Linked DNA regions of Mus musculus: regions 1 and 2 are each linked to region 3. A link is a contact called in public Hi-C and HiChIP or PLAC-seq data. All regions are on one chromosome and are shown on one strand. Each heading gives the region's core, a stretch centred on a gene start, on an enhancer-like site or on the middle of the called end of the contact. The rest is flanking DNA. Distances are from core to core; before and after follow the strand shown.

Region 1 (4,619 bases), core at 141-2,640, 170 kb after region 3:
AGACTCTCTCCAATGAAGTTTCGAAGATGAGTCTCACTGTCCCCTCTGTCTCAGGTGACACATCTGCACTTCTCCAGGGGGGATCTGTGTTGTGAAAACAACTGAGTCACAAAGGAAATTTTAATATTTAGTCTAATGACATTGGGGTAATTCAACAACAAGAGAAATACAAAATTACATTGCATGACCAGACAGAAAAAGATCTGGTAGGTGTTTTCTGGCCAGTGGCCAGGTAAACGCTGATTATATAAGCAAGTCCTTGACCTAATACCCTACAGGATGCTAAGGAGCCCAAGAGGCCCACCCTTAGCCTGTTGATCTGACTCCAAGGAGACCCTGTGGCAAACTCCCTGAGCCTTTGACAGTCTCTGCTTACCAAAGAGTTTTGAAGGGCTTCCCTGTGACCTTCATGGCAAAAGAAAGATTAAAAGAAAGTTTTTCCTCTTGAGATAACTGGCAAAGCTCTTACTATAGACATTGCTGCTGCCTTCCGTGATGAGGAGGCCCTGACCTGAGGACCCAGTGAGCCACACGTGGCTATGCAGCCCAGGAGTGCCCACTGACTATGCATTTACAGGCATGCATTTTTCTGGAGCAAGTGGTGCACCAACTCTGTCCAACAGAAATACAGCCCAAGTCACATGCATTTTTTTTTCTAACTCCCGATAGCCACATTTTAAGAAGCAAAAAGGAAACAGGTGGAAATTATTTAATAGCAGTTTAATCTAATATTATTATTGTTTTGATGTGCAAATGATGTAGGGTGTCAGGAAAACATTTTCCTCTATTCTTTGTTACCTATTCTAAATCTGCTGTCTTTTACACGCCCAGCACATCATCATTATTACTAGCCACAGTTCAAGCTTTCCGTAGCCACATGTGCCTAGTGGCCACCAGCCGGGCAGCACAGCCCAAGAAATGTTCCAGAATCCTTACAAGTGCTCTCCTGACTGTGACAGGAGAAAAAGGATAAGATTACCTCAGGTTTTCCCCAAAAGAAAAACAGACTTTAGCCAAGTTACCTAAGGAGACAGCCAGGGATGTTCTTATTCCATAAGTAATAGCGGTTCAAATAGCCTTTATCAACTTTCTAAACACAGTGTCCACTGTCCTCAGCAACTGTTGCTTCTCTGACGAGCTGTTTGTTAAAAAACAACAAGACAACCAACCATGCTGATTTGGTGCTGAAATAAAATTACACCCTCACTTTTATGACAAACCCTGAGACTCATGTGAGAGACTTACACCCCTCACTTCTATGACTAATCCCAAGACTCTTAATGTGACACTTAGCCAAAGAGAATTTACCTCAACCCATAGTTCTTCATCCCTGTGGCTGCCCCGTTCTAAAGCAGTAGAACTCAGAGACAGGAAAGGCGCAGGAAACCGCAGGCCGAGCCACATACCCGGTCTGTGTGGCATTGCCGAGAAAGGATCTCTGAGCTTGTGGCCATCCAGCCTCTATGTGGTGAATGGCGAGCAGCTTTCTCTTCAGCTTTGTCCAAGGTTGAGAGAGGAAAAGAGCCCTGAACTCCCTCAGAGTCACTTTCAGAATGGCTTCCTCCTGCGTGGTTAATCCTTCTAAAGGGCTGCTGCCTCCTAAGAACAGCCTTGGGTCTGGCAGGGCCTTCAAGGTCAGTTCTGGTCACACACCCAAGGGATGGATATAGTATGGAGACAGGAGATGATAAGGTATCAGAGGCAATCAGGCAGTGGTGGCTCACACCTTTGAACCCAGCACTCAGGCAGGTGGATCTCAGTGAGTTTGAGGTCAGCCCGGTCTATGAAGCAAGTTCTGGGACAGCTACAGAGACAAATACTGGGTGGAGGCAGGGGCAGAGGTGGGGAGGAGTACCAGAGGCACCTAGCTATTTCAACATTGTGTGTGACATCCTGGCCATGGAAGCAAGTCTCTCTCCAGAGATTTGTTGTTGTTGTTGTTGTTGTTGTTGTTGTTGTTGTTGTTGCTTTAACATTTTCATCTGTGGGTATTCAAGGGTCTAGCCTGTTAAGAATGGCTGTGCCCAGTGGCCATTTTCTTTACAGCCCAGACATTCCTGGGACTACAACACTTCCAGAACCAAAAGAGAACATCAGTCTGCCTAAGATTCTTGGTGTAAGCTTAGTTGGTGCTGAAGTAGATTGCATAAGCATTTAATGGCATTTAGTTGTCCACTGAATGCATATCCTTGGCTGAACACCATGAAAATTACCAAATAAAAACTTTCAAAAATTTTAGGAAAGATCATCATGCAATCTACAAAGAGAAGGTCCAGTCTCTGCAGTGCTGAGGTACTGAGGCCAGGGAGATGATGTCCTGTAGAAGAAAAAAAAAAAAATTAAATGTATGAGTTGCTCTATCTGCATGTACACCTGCAAGCCAGAAGAGGGCATCAGATCCCAGATACAGATGGTTGTGAGTCCCCAGGTAGTTACTAGGAATTGAACTCAGGACCTCTAGAAGAGCAGTCAGTGCTCTTAACCACTGAGCCATTTCACCAGCCCCCATAGCATTCTTAATTTCCCTTCCCTTCCTTGCACACACACACACACACACACACACACACACACACACACACACACACACACTTTCCCTATCTTACACCCCATTTCCTTAAACCCTGTTCCTTGGTCCCCTCCTAATAGGCCACATTCGCACAAGAGCAGGATTTGCGTGACCTGTTTCTGCCATCTTCCCAGGGTCCTTAACATTTAGCAAGCCATGCTTCTTGGAAAGAACGTACGGCAAAGAGGAGCAGAGGCACTGCCCTTCAAAGACTGGGCTGCCTGATTTCCTGAGCAGTATTTCTGTCCATTTTGGGAGAGGACGGAGGAGCAGGGGTGATGGCTGAATTTCACAAGGGAAACGACCAGTACCCTGAAGGACATCCACAGCAGGCAAGATCCCAGATCAAAGCAGGGTGAGCTAAGGAGAAAGTCTATGTGGAAAACTGCCCCTCCCCTGGGCTCGGAACTTACCAATGAGTCCCAGGGAGAGCAGGTGTTGAAGGGAGTCAATAGTCATGAGTTAAAACGTCTTGATTGTGAAGAAGATTGGGATACTTGGCTCCCAACAGCAGGCCTTTCTCAGGAGGGTCAGACAGTGCTAGTTAAAATCTTGTAGATAGGGAACTATTTTATTCCACTGTGAGCTTCGTGGTGGCATGGTGTTATCATCCCATAACTAATGAAGTGAATGTAGATCCCAGATGTGGACTTTAATTAATTTAATCAGTTCCTTGTTCTGTAAGAGCCTGTCTCACTCACTCACTCTCTCCCTGTCCTATGTCCTTCATAATCAAATGGCTTTTTCTTGAACCTCAGTGCCCAGATCCTCTAAACTGGTGGCATTACAGATGCTCACCCTCACTGCAGAGCTGTTTGCTCTTTAGCCACTTGATATGTGTTCATTGATGAGGGGGAAGAGGAAGAAGAGGAAGAGGAGGAGGAGGAAGAAGAGGAAGAGGAGGAGGGGGGAAGGAGGAGGATGTGGGAGTGTGCTTCTTGTAAGACCTCTAAAGAGGCAGACAGGAAAATCTACAGAGAAAGGAGAGACAGTTGAGTGACCCAAAGTCATTGCTGGGTAGAAATTCTCTGGTGTGCGGTTCTTTGGCCAGCAGTGACCTTGGAGAAAATGTGAGGACCGTGTGTGCTAAATAAACCAAAGACTGATCAACATCCAAATGGACACATGTTCTTCTGTGAACTAGCTGAATTGTCTCCTGATGTTCTCACAAACAAAAGTCAAGGTGGATCCCTTGGGCATTTCAATTTTTTCAGGCTGCTGGTTGGCCTCGATAAATCCACAAATCTAAAACAATGGACTGTGGCCTTAGTGACACACATGCCATCTTTAAACTTTCGTGTTTAACCCTCTTTACTTCAAAACTTCAGACAAATCTAGCACTCATATTGAACTCAGAATAGTTTTCTTTGAGAATGTGAAGATTTTAAATAGCCAAAGATTTCTTCATGTAAGAGCTAGCCCATTGTAGTGTATCCTGCTCTTTGAAGTAAATACCAAATTGTCGCCTATTAGGGACAGAGCAGTTGAAGGCCAGTGCATGGGCTTAGCAATCCAAATTTGTGTTGCTGTCTTCCGAACCTGTCTGTAGAATTTTATTGCAAGGGTCAGAGCGCCCTCTGCTGGTCTGATACTTTCAGCAAATTAATTTGCAGTGGGTTTCCAAGTCAACAAATGTGTCTTGCATTTTCATCGGTACCATTCCTTCAATAGTGGAGAATTTGGCCAGCAGTTATCAAATGAAGAGAGAATGTCTTGAACTCTAGAGAGCTGTAGGAGACCTCAAAGCAGGCCTGTTTTAAAACGTTGCTGTGTTCTGTTGCTGTCTGGGATGTGTGTTGTCAGCATTGCTCTGTGTGGCTTTGGCTCAGCTCCGCTTCCTCCCACGAAATCGAGAAGGAAGATCAATAAGAGGACTTCTTCTTCCGTGTGAATGTAAATGGTGTGAAATAAAGCGTTTTGTATGTGTGCAGAATCAGTTTAGTTCCTGCCTTCAGCTTACTAATAGGAAATGATTGTACCATTTTATAATTAGGAAGAAATTTAGAGGTGGAAGAGGGTGGGGAGGGAGTGTTATTTTTATAGTGGGATGTCC
Region 2 (4,955 bases), core at 693-3,192, 130 kb after region 3:
GACAACATATCAACTATTGGACTCTTTAATTTGAAAATGTGTTGCATTCTTGTCACAGACCTCAATTAAGGCCAGGCAACAAATGAAAAAGCATTTATATTCAATGTGGTTAAATACCACTCAAAATGAAATAGATCTAAATACACTGTGGGATAAAAATCCATCCAAAACAAAATGGAAAATTATAGTCTGTAGCCATGTGGTCCATGACCCTCAAGCTTCTTGAGTGAAATAGAATCGGAGTGGGCAGGTCAAAGCAGGCCATTGTTAGATGTCTATCGAAGGCTGTGCAACAAAGGTGTTTAATGTAGGCTTGCAGCAGGGACCTTCTGTTCACAATGAGAGGGGGAAAATGCCTTGTTTCAGAAGCAAGCTTCGGTAAAGGGCAGGTGGGGTCAAAGGATCATGCCTGTGCCAGAAGATTGACAGGCAATGTGAATGTGCCGGGAGGCATTCATATCTCAGCAGAGAAATTGAATGGTGCCTGAAAAACCTTCTCCTAGGCCATCTCCTTCAGATTGGTTTTATTTATTTGGATTTAACAGAAATGGGAAAACAAAATGACACTATAGCTGCCTTAGGGGGAAAATTCTCTGTACAGATTTTCTAGTTTTCTAGCGCCCTCTTCAAATAAATCAGTAAGTGAGCAACCATAACCCCGCTGCTGAACGCATGCTGATTGCTGTTTTCACCAGCTCCGTGATGCTGTCTGACACTTTGGACTCAGTGCTTCATGCTTGGGGTTCAGTGTAGAGGGCCATGGGTGTGGCTCCAAGTTCAATCCCTGGAACAACAAGCAAAAGCAAGCAGATGGGACGATACTGCTGTAAGGCTCAAACAAACAGTCAAATGGAGACCTTGGTATCAAACTAAACTCTCTGTCCTTACATCTGCACAAGCCAGAGAATTGCAGAAAATAAAGAGCTAGTAGCAGCTAACAAATCCATAGCAACAGGCCCCAGCCAGCACTCTTTGAAGCCTATTTCATACAGTTGTTCCCAGCAGTCTTGTGAGGTAAATATTATCTTTCTTTCATTGATTCAAATGTAGAGATCCTGAGAGATGGATGGAATTGACCAGTGTTCATACTCTAGTGACAGGTGTATCTGGAATTCAAAACAAGCCACTGGCTCCTTACATACAGTCAGATGATATATAGGGTGGAGTCAGGGAATGCACCCTGGCTGGCTCACTTCCCATGTAGTATAGTTATTCACCTCTTGCCTCTTCAAGCATCCTAGAAGTTCCACACTTCGCTCAGCTGCATCGGCACTGTCATTCCTACCTCCCTTCCCCTAGGCAAACAGAGCTGATGGCTGTGCTAGGTCCCGCCAGGACCTAGCGGGAAAATGTACGCAGATTGCCACCAAAGATGTCATCAAAGGATCATCTTCAGCTCCCAGAAAAGGGGGAGAAAGTAAACAAAGCATTTACAAAGTCATGAAGTGCCTGGCTTGCAACTGGGGAAGGGGAGTCTCCGTTATCTGTTCTCAGTGCTCCTGATGGCCTAGTTGTTGTCATCTTGCCACAGCAGTCCACACCACGTTCTTTCTCCTTTGACCTCATTTTTAAGTCCTGTGGGTGGGAGTTCAGATGTCCCTTGCTACACTCTACCTGCAGGCCTGATCGTGCCAAAACCTTTGCCTCTTGCTCCCAAGCGCTGGTTGCCGATGTTGGGTTTGCTTTCACTGAGGGAAAAGGTGTCCTAGGAACAAAGGGAAACACAGCTAAACAGTCATCCCCATGTGTTTGGGGACTCCGGAGAGGAGCTAGAGAATGGCGCTGAGGGAGACGACTGTACCTTCCCAAATCCCTCGCGCTCCGGTTGGCATCGCCCCAGGAAATTCTGAAACCTTCCCTTTAATTTTCAAAGGGTTGTTGACTCCACAGTCTGCTTCCTTCCTTCCTTCCCCTTTGAAGCACTCCAAAGGCCTGTGATAATGCTGAGCTTCAGAAGGCTGCCTAAGGACTGTGATCCACTTGCCAGCCTGCTGCAGCCCGCCTCAGCCAGTCCAGGGGGAGAAGGACAGAGACAGGCAGAAGTGTGCGATCTCAGATGCCCAGCACAGTCTGAAAAGCACTTGGCCTGACCAGAAGTGATGCCTTTCAGGCCTTGGAGAAGCAATATGTGTGAGTGGGTGCGGAGACTAACAGAACTTAGCCAACTAAAGTATAAGGTGAAATGGGTTTCCTTTGCTAACTTCCCTTCAACCTTGGTCCACACAGGACCTGTGACAACTTCAGGATGTATTTTTATTTCTGTTTTACTGACCAGTAAAATGTATGGCTTGAGTAGACCACCCCAGTCCACCACTGCCCCTGGGTGAGTATTCCAGCAGACCCAAACATGGACTATTTCCTAACTTGACAATTAAGAGACTCAAAGCCAAATTAAAAGAAAAACTTTGTTTCCTTCTGTGCCCTTTCCATTCCAACTCCTGTACCCCACAATCAATCTGTGTTGATTGCTCTCTAGCGTTGGTCTCTGAATCCTGTGCACACCAGAGTCAGTTGGTAACCAGTGTTTCTTGCGGCCTCTCGTCCTTTCAGGAGTTCCTCTGAGACAGAGTATCAATGCAGGTGCACACATGCCACAGTGTGCGGACATCAGATGTGTGTGGGCTCCCTTTACATTCCTTGAGGCAGGTCTCACAGTGAGCTGCTGCTTTGTGTGACAGGCTAGCTGTCCTGTGAGCTTCAGGAGTTCTATGTCTCCAACTCCAGCTTTCTGTAGGAGCATCAGGATTAAAAAGGTGAGCTACCAAGTCCAGCTTTTTACATGGGCTCAACCTCAGGTCCTCACTGTACACAGCAAGTGTTTGACCCACTGAAGTATCTCCCCAGCCCTTTTCTCCTGCTTCCTTGCTACCAACATCTTTTTGGGAGAAACTAAGACAGGAATAGTCTCACAAAAGAAATGCCTGGGTGTGTTAATACTCTCTGTGGGCTGCATATTTAACCGATGTCTCCTCATTTAAAAAGTCAGTCATTAGATGGAGAATAGACTTACACACATGCCTGCCCCCCCATGTGTATTATGTGCACAAGCACGTGTGTGCCATTCATACTTTCCAAACTGCGTTCACAAGAGGGAAATTATTGCTGACCATAGGAACTGCAGTATTTAAAGTGGCTGTAACACATGAGCTCTAGCTATTGTCACAGGGACCAGCCTGGATCCTCCAGAGACACATGCCTCAAACTAATTATAGAGAAAACTTCCACAGACTTTTTTCGGAGTAAATGTTTCTCTCTGAAATGACTCCCTGTCTCTGATCCAGGGAAAAACTCAACAGACAGCTCTCTAGAGACTCTTCACACTGAAAAGTGTCTTTTTTTGTTTTTTGTTGTTGGTTCCTAGTGACATTCACTTCTGTTTTTGAAGTCCCATGATTTTTTTTAATGACCACTTGATGAACTACTTGTAATTATCATCACTGGAAATGGCCCGAGGCCTGCTCTGACCTCAATTGAACATAAACACAAGAGTCGGGGTTGTAATACGGACTTTCCCAGGGAGCCTGACCTTGAACTCTGGGCATCTAGTCACTTAGAGAGTGCTGGTATGAACATCCATCACATTATAGTTCAGATAGGCAACTCTACTTCACTGCTTTTGAAAAGTAGCCTTTCAGGCTCTGTGTGAGTATAAGATATACTCATGTGCTCAGAAGTAAAGGCACGGAAAATTAAGCAAGCCACTTGTACAACGGGGTTGCCGGTGTGAGTGGCTCTAGCCGCTTTCTCTCTGGCACTAAAACCAGAAATGTCAGAGTAGCTATCCTCCACTACAGAAATCACCCCATGGCTTGATTTCCCTCTGTGTCCATAAGATACACATTTTCTGGGGCCAAGACGAGCACTTTAATTTGTGTGCATGTTCCACTGTGGCACACAAAAGAATCAATCAGCTCGCCTCAGATGAGGGACCCCACGACCAGCCCCTCTCCAGGAAACCGGCAAGCCACAGTGGAGTACTTTTATACAAAGTGAAGTGTCTGCAGCTGGAGACTCCGCTCCAGACAAGTCTCCAAGTGTCCATGTGTCAGGTCCCTAGAGCAGCATCAGCCCTCAGCTCTCCAGCTCAGGGGCAGTCTCAGCAGAGGCACAGCTGTGGTGGAGAGCAGAGAGCCTTGCGGCCAGCAAATGCCTAAATCATCAAGTGCACCCAGATGGAGGCCCCCAGTCCTCAATCCACGGGGCTTTCCACAACAACATTCCTCCTCAATGAAAAACACTTGCCAATCTCGGAAAGTCTACTCAGGGCCAGACTCCCAGGATTTTCCAGTCTTGTGTGTCTGCTGTCTCTGCCCGGGAAAATTAACAATCCACAGATTCACAAACAGTCCGAGAGAAAATTAATTCATTTCAACCGCAGATTGCCACTTGAAGTGCTGTGCCTAGATCTTACACAAGATCCATCTAGAAGAAATCTGTCCTCCGGAGAGATTGCACAGACAGATTAATCCCTTTTGTTGCTGGGATTTTTTTTTCTTTTGTCTCAGATGCTCTGAGCTTCTCACAGACAGTACCATCTCTAATTTGGTTAATTCCTCATGATGCTGCCTCATGGTTCAGCAGCTGTTACCAGAGCAAGCTGGGGACAGGGCCAAGGAGCAGAGTTGTACTTTTACAAAACTGTTACCCTGAGCAGGAAGTCAGCAGCCCTGTTGGGGCTGGCTGGAAAACATACAGGCAGGTCCATGCCTCCTGGGTGTCCCAACAGCACCAGATATACACATTATAACAGGCATGCATGCACACACACACACCACACACACACACACACACACACACACACACACACACACACACACACACCACATTCCTGTTTGCACTTCAGTTGTCAAATCATGCCAAAGTTCTGTCAGTTGGAGAGTGAGAAAAAGGCAGCGTCAGCTGAGGAGGCTTTTGGTTGAAGTGACGATCAGGTAAGGATCGGCTCTAACAGTTCA
Region 3 (4,392 bases), core at 1,480-3,979:
AAAGCCATCCCATGTGCAAGGCATTCTGAGCCATCAAAAATTGACAGCATAATGCTTACAGCACCAGGCCAAACAGAAACATAGAGAGCCAATGAAGGCTAAGACACCCTAGTTCTTCATCTATGAGAGCCAGAACAGAGTACATCTTGTAATTTAATCTACAAAGGTACAAGTTCTGCGTCTGCCATTATCTGGCTATGTGGCTGTGGGTTTGTTAATTGAAAACTAGAGAATTAGTAGCACTTAGCTCTCAGGGCTTTTGGTGCCTTGAATGGAAGTGTTCCCTGTGAGCGCTGTTCCAGCTGACGGTGTGACTTGGGAAGGTAGGAACCTTTAGATGGTAGAGCCTGTCTACAGGAAGTGAGTCATGTGGGACCTGTTTTACAGCCTGTTCCCACTTCCTGTTCACTCTCTGCTCAGTGACTATGGATGCAATGTCACCAGCAAGACTCCCACTCCTGCAGCTATGGCTTCCTCCACATGAAGAAATGATCCCTTCCTTCTCACTGTAACTCAGAATCAACTCTCCCTCCCTTACATTCCTTCATGCTAGGTAATTAATCACGGCAATCATGAAAGTAGCTAACACAGAGATGTAATAGCAGTAGCTTGGTTATGATGAGCTAAATGCTTAGACTCGAGGGTGATATGCAGCAAATGCTTAATGTATGTTTATTAAGGAGAACTATAAAATAGGGAGGAATTCAAAGAAATGCTGAGTCATCTTGGTCTAATGTGATGGCCAAAAATGTATACAAGGTAAAAGGCATTACGATTGACCATTTCACTTCTATATTTAAAGCCCACACTCACCACAAATATGCACACACATGTACACATGGAGTCAACGCAAGCACACAAGCACACACACAGCTAGAATCTACAAATACCTGCAAAGGATTTTGTGAGTCTAAAGCACAGCACAGCAATTTGCAGAGAACAAGATCTAAAAACTCAGTTGGTTCACTAAACTGAAGACCCCATTTTTCCCTCCTTAAGGAACTAAAATAATATCTGTTTCACATCAACATGTTCTTGCATCCTCAAAGTGGGGCAGATGACTTATTTTTATCAAAAACCTTGAGAAAACTAAGCAAGACAGAATGGGGGTGTAACCCAACTACTTGGGGGCTGAGGCAGGAGGCTGGTGTGTTCAAGACCTGACTGAACTAGAGTGAGCACTTAGTGAGACCCCTGTCTCAAAACTTGAAAAACACAAACAACCCTCCCCAAAAAAAACAGTCTTGGAAAGGATTTATACAATTTTCCTACAAATTTATCTTTTTAAGAATTTCACATAATGAAATAACTTTAGCACAAAGATGTTTATGTCTAAGTTTATTAAAAAGTCAACTTTCATAAATCTAGATAGGATGAGGAAGAAGAGTGATTCAAACACAGATGCCTCAGTAGAATTTGAAATACCTAGTCTCTCGAAAGGAATTCTTTCGATTTTGAAATATAGTTTATTCATGCCAATGAAGGTAGAGAGCATATATTTAATTCAAGTTACTTTTTTAAGAAAGTGGAATATGCTATAAATAAATTATTTGTCTAGTGACTCGTATAGTGAAATATTTACTTGCATAAGCTTGTGAATATTTGAGTCATTAAAACTTTTTAAAACATACTTTTAATACCAAATAGAAAGCTATCAGAAAACCCTCGTGACTTTCCCCTGGTTTATCCCCTTTCTTTAAGCATTTTAACAAATTTTAAAATTTCTTCAGTTTTGAAATTTGGCTTATGTATATCCTCTGAAGTAGAGCTTGTTTAATTCAAATCTTTTTTAGTGTAGGTAGCATGTATTCAAATATGTCACTTTGCTAATGGCTCACTTAAAGTATGATAAAATAAGTTAAGCATTGGGTTTTAAGAGAGTGTTATTTCTTCGATGTTTTCATGAGTGATTATCACTGGTCTCTAAGAACAGAGTGCCCAGATTGACAGGCTGCCTTAGGAGAAATCTAAGAATTAATCACGCTTTTCTTTGATATACTGTAATTAATCTTCTCTAATGCAAGTCAGATTTCCTCCTCCTTCTTTTCTTCTTCTTCTTATGAATTTGATGGAATATTTTACATTCATCTATTGTACCTACTTTCCCTAGCTTTTGAAGGATCAGTACATCTTGTTGTATCACTTAGAATGCTTTCAATCATTTCTGCTGGTTCTGTGTAAAGAGACTGTAAGACAAATTGCTTCCATTTGTCTATTCTTACAGATAAAGCTCATGTTTTATCTGTAAGAATAGACAAATTCCAGAGTTCTTCATGTGCAATTGATAGTAAATAGAATTTTTCTTAAAGATGTAGTTTTATTTTTAACTATGGAATGTTAGTTCCTAGATCTGAGGCTACAGGCTACTATGAGCTGACCAGTGTGTGTTAAGAGCCAAACTCAGGTCCCATGCAATTTCTCTTAGCCACTCAGCCATCTGAATGGTCACCTAAAACTGGAATTTTAAGTTGTTGGGATTTTTTAAGCTGCTGCTGCAAAGAAAAAAGAAAAAAGTAGACAATTGTAAACAGAAAGAATTATAAAAACATATAGGAGAATTGGGCCCTGGTAAAAACAATAAACTTCTAAGAAAAACATACAGTCTATTAGAAATGAGTGTGTGTGTGTGTGTGTGTGTGGTTGAAAACAAACCCAAACCATTAGGAAATGAACCAGTTTGATGACTCATTATGTCCAGGAACAGTTTCTTTGGGCATAGCATATTTAGACTTTGCCAAAACCCAAACCACTGAACTGTGTGTCTGAAATAGATAAGTGGATGAGACTTCGAGGCTGGTGATTAGGGTGAGTGACTTGATGATGTGGACAGCTTATTGCTGACCAACAAACCTGAACTGAGAAGGAGAACTGCAGGAAAGGATGGGGACTGCAGAGCAGATTTTGAAACAAGGCTTTGGGGAAAGTTGATTTAAACTGAACAATTGAAAGAACAAGAGGATACAGGGGAGAGAAAGATGCTGGAAACACTGCAAAGAAGCTCAAGGTGAGCCTACTGTCTTATGCAGATGTTGTATGTATTCCTGTTTGCTAAAACTAATAGTTCCTGGCAGGAAGGAAGGGTTTAACACAGCTAGCCAGCCAGATAACCACTCAGTTCATTATGCTTGGATCCTGACAGGCACTGGAAACTCAGTTCCCATAAAGACAAGCTTAATGCTTTCACAACACTGTTTAGCTGTGTGGGGACAGAGAGACTCCAGCAGATGAGAAACCTGTTAGTAACCTATGCTAAGTACGGTATGGTATAGTTGACACTAAGCTAAAGATTTCATTGACAAGATCTTCTTGATCCTCATAACCATCTTGGGAAGTGGTCATCACTGCTTCTTTAAGACAAAGGAAATTGAGTCATGGGGCAGTTTAGTTGCTTGCCAATGTGATATCATGGCTAGATTGAGGAGTGACAGTCTGGCTTCAGACCCATGCCCTTCATTGTATTGTACTCGCTAAAAAGAGCGTGCATGGGACAGGGGAAATGGTTTGGCTGGTGAAGTGTTTAACATGTAAGTACAAGGACTGCAGGACCCACAGTCACAGCTGGGCTCCAGGGCACATTCTTCCAATCCCAGTGCTGACAGGCTAGACACAGCATGATCCCTGGGGCTCACTGGACAGCCAGCCAAGCCTCCAGTGTGAGCTCTAGGCCAGTGAGAGATTCTATCTACCTGGAAGGTATAAGCAGACAGCGTTCTTGGGGAATGGGAGTGGCACTTGTCATCTGGCTTCCTCATGTGCACACAGGCTCCTGCAGTTTTACAATGTGTGTTGCCACACACAAAAGAGAATGTCATGCAGTCATGTGTCATGATGTCAGAGATGGCGTACTTACTGAAGTGTGCTTTCAGAACACTTGATGGGGAAAAAGGAAGAGTCATGGTCCAGGGTGCCTTTCAGTCTTAAGTGCTGCTCAATGTTCTGTTATTTGTCCCCAGAGAGTGGGGTTGCTACTGAAGTTTCTTTTTTCTTTTCCCCACCTCCTTCTGCTTCTCCTTAATAGATTTTCTTCTTTCCTCCTTTGTTTATCTTCCAAATATTTACAATAAATATGTATTAATTTAAGGACAAGATGTATATTGTCTCGGTTTCCTTTAAGGAAACATTTCCTTTATATGGGGAAATAATGCTGATATTTAGTCATCTTAATATAAACGTGTTAAATTAATACATCGGGAACGTATGCGTTTCTTTGGAGACGTGGATTTTCTTATTTTATGCACCTATTGGCCTTTTTAGATAGCTTTCCACTCATCTTTGCTTCCTTCAAAAGAATTTCTTTTCATCTGTCCTGACCACAGTTTCTCCTCCCTCCAGTCTTCCCACCTCCCCATCCTCCCGATCCCCCTCCCCTCCTCAGCAGATCCACTCCTCCTC

Evidence for each region. Hi-C and Micro-C count contacts between places; a contact is called where the count stands out from the background. HiChIP or PLAC-seq counts read pairs in DNA pulled down with a chosen protein or histone mark.
Region 1: an H3K4me3 HiChIP or PLAC-seq map of bone marrow-derived macrophages shows a contact between it and region 3, with 7 times the contacts expected there. The contact joins two enhancer-like sites. A contact is called at or near these places in 1 of 15 datasets of contacts at CTCF or cohesin (large pre-B cells), 7 of 484 Hi-C or Micro-C datasets (the Ba/F3 cell line, the HPC-7 cell line, bone marrow-derived macrophages and 3 more), 5 of 115 datasets of contacts at active chromatin or transcription factors (the 230-238 cell line, the HPC-7 cell line, bone marrow-derived macrophages and 2 more) and 2 of 9 other capture datasets (bone marrow-derived macrophages and embryonic stem cells).
Region 2: a Hi-C map of bone marrow-derived macrophages shows a contact between it and region 3, with 39 read pairs. The contact joins two enhancer-like sites. A contact is called at or near these places in 2 of 484 Hi-C or Micro-C datasets (both in bone marrow-derived macrophages), 4 of 115 datasets of contacts at active chromatin or transcription factors (the HPC-7 cell line, embryonic stem cells and fibro-adipogenic progenitors) and 1 of 9 other capture datasets (embryonic stem cells).

What each region holds. Positions count from the first base shown.
Region 1 is chr8:83,085,436-83,090,054 of GRCm38.p6, forward strand. Rnf150 (ring finger protein 150) reads left to right here. Exons shown (of 7, transcript NM_177378.4): 7 at 1-4,619. Among named protein-coding and RNA genes, the nearest start is that of Tbc1d9, 78 kb to the right of the region's middle. Within about 2 kb of position 1,391, at least 47 of the 459 cell types and tissues checked have an H3K27ac peak or open chromatin away from gene starts, as enhancers often do. A contact at or near this core is called in the Ba/F3 cell line, the HPC-7 cell line and bone marrow-derived macrophages, where this site is marked.
Region 2 is chr8:83,045,204-83,050,158 of GRCm38.p6, forward strand. All of the region lies in intron 6 of Rnf150 (ring finger protein 150), which reads left to right. Among named protein-coding and RNA genes, the nearest start is that of Tbc1d9, 120 kb to the right of the region's middle. Within about 2 kb of position 1,943, at least 8 of the 459 cell types and tissues checked have an H3K27ac peak or open chromatin away from gene starts, as enhancers often do. A contact at or near this core is called in bone marrow-derived macrophages, where this site is marked.
Region 3 is chr8:82,914,317-82,918,708 of GRCm38.p6, forward strand. All of the region lies in intron 1 of Rnf150 (ring finger protein 150), which reads left to right. It also overlaps the pseudogene Gm46045. Among named protein-coding and RNA genes, the nearest start is that of Rnf150, 53 kb to the left of the region's middle. Within about 2 kb of position 2,730, at least 58 of the 459 cell types and tissues checked have an H3K27ac peak or open chromatin away from gene starts, as enhancers often do. A contact at or near this core is called in the Ba/F3 cell line, the HPC-7 cell line and bone marrow-derived macrophages, where this site is marked.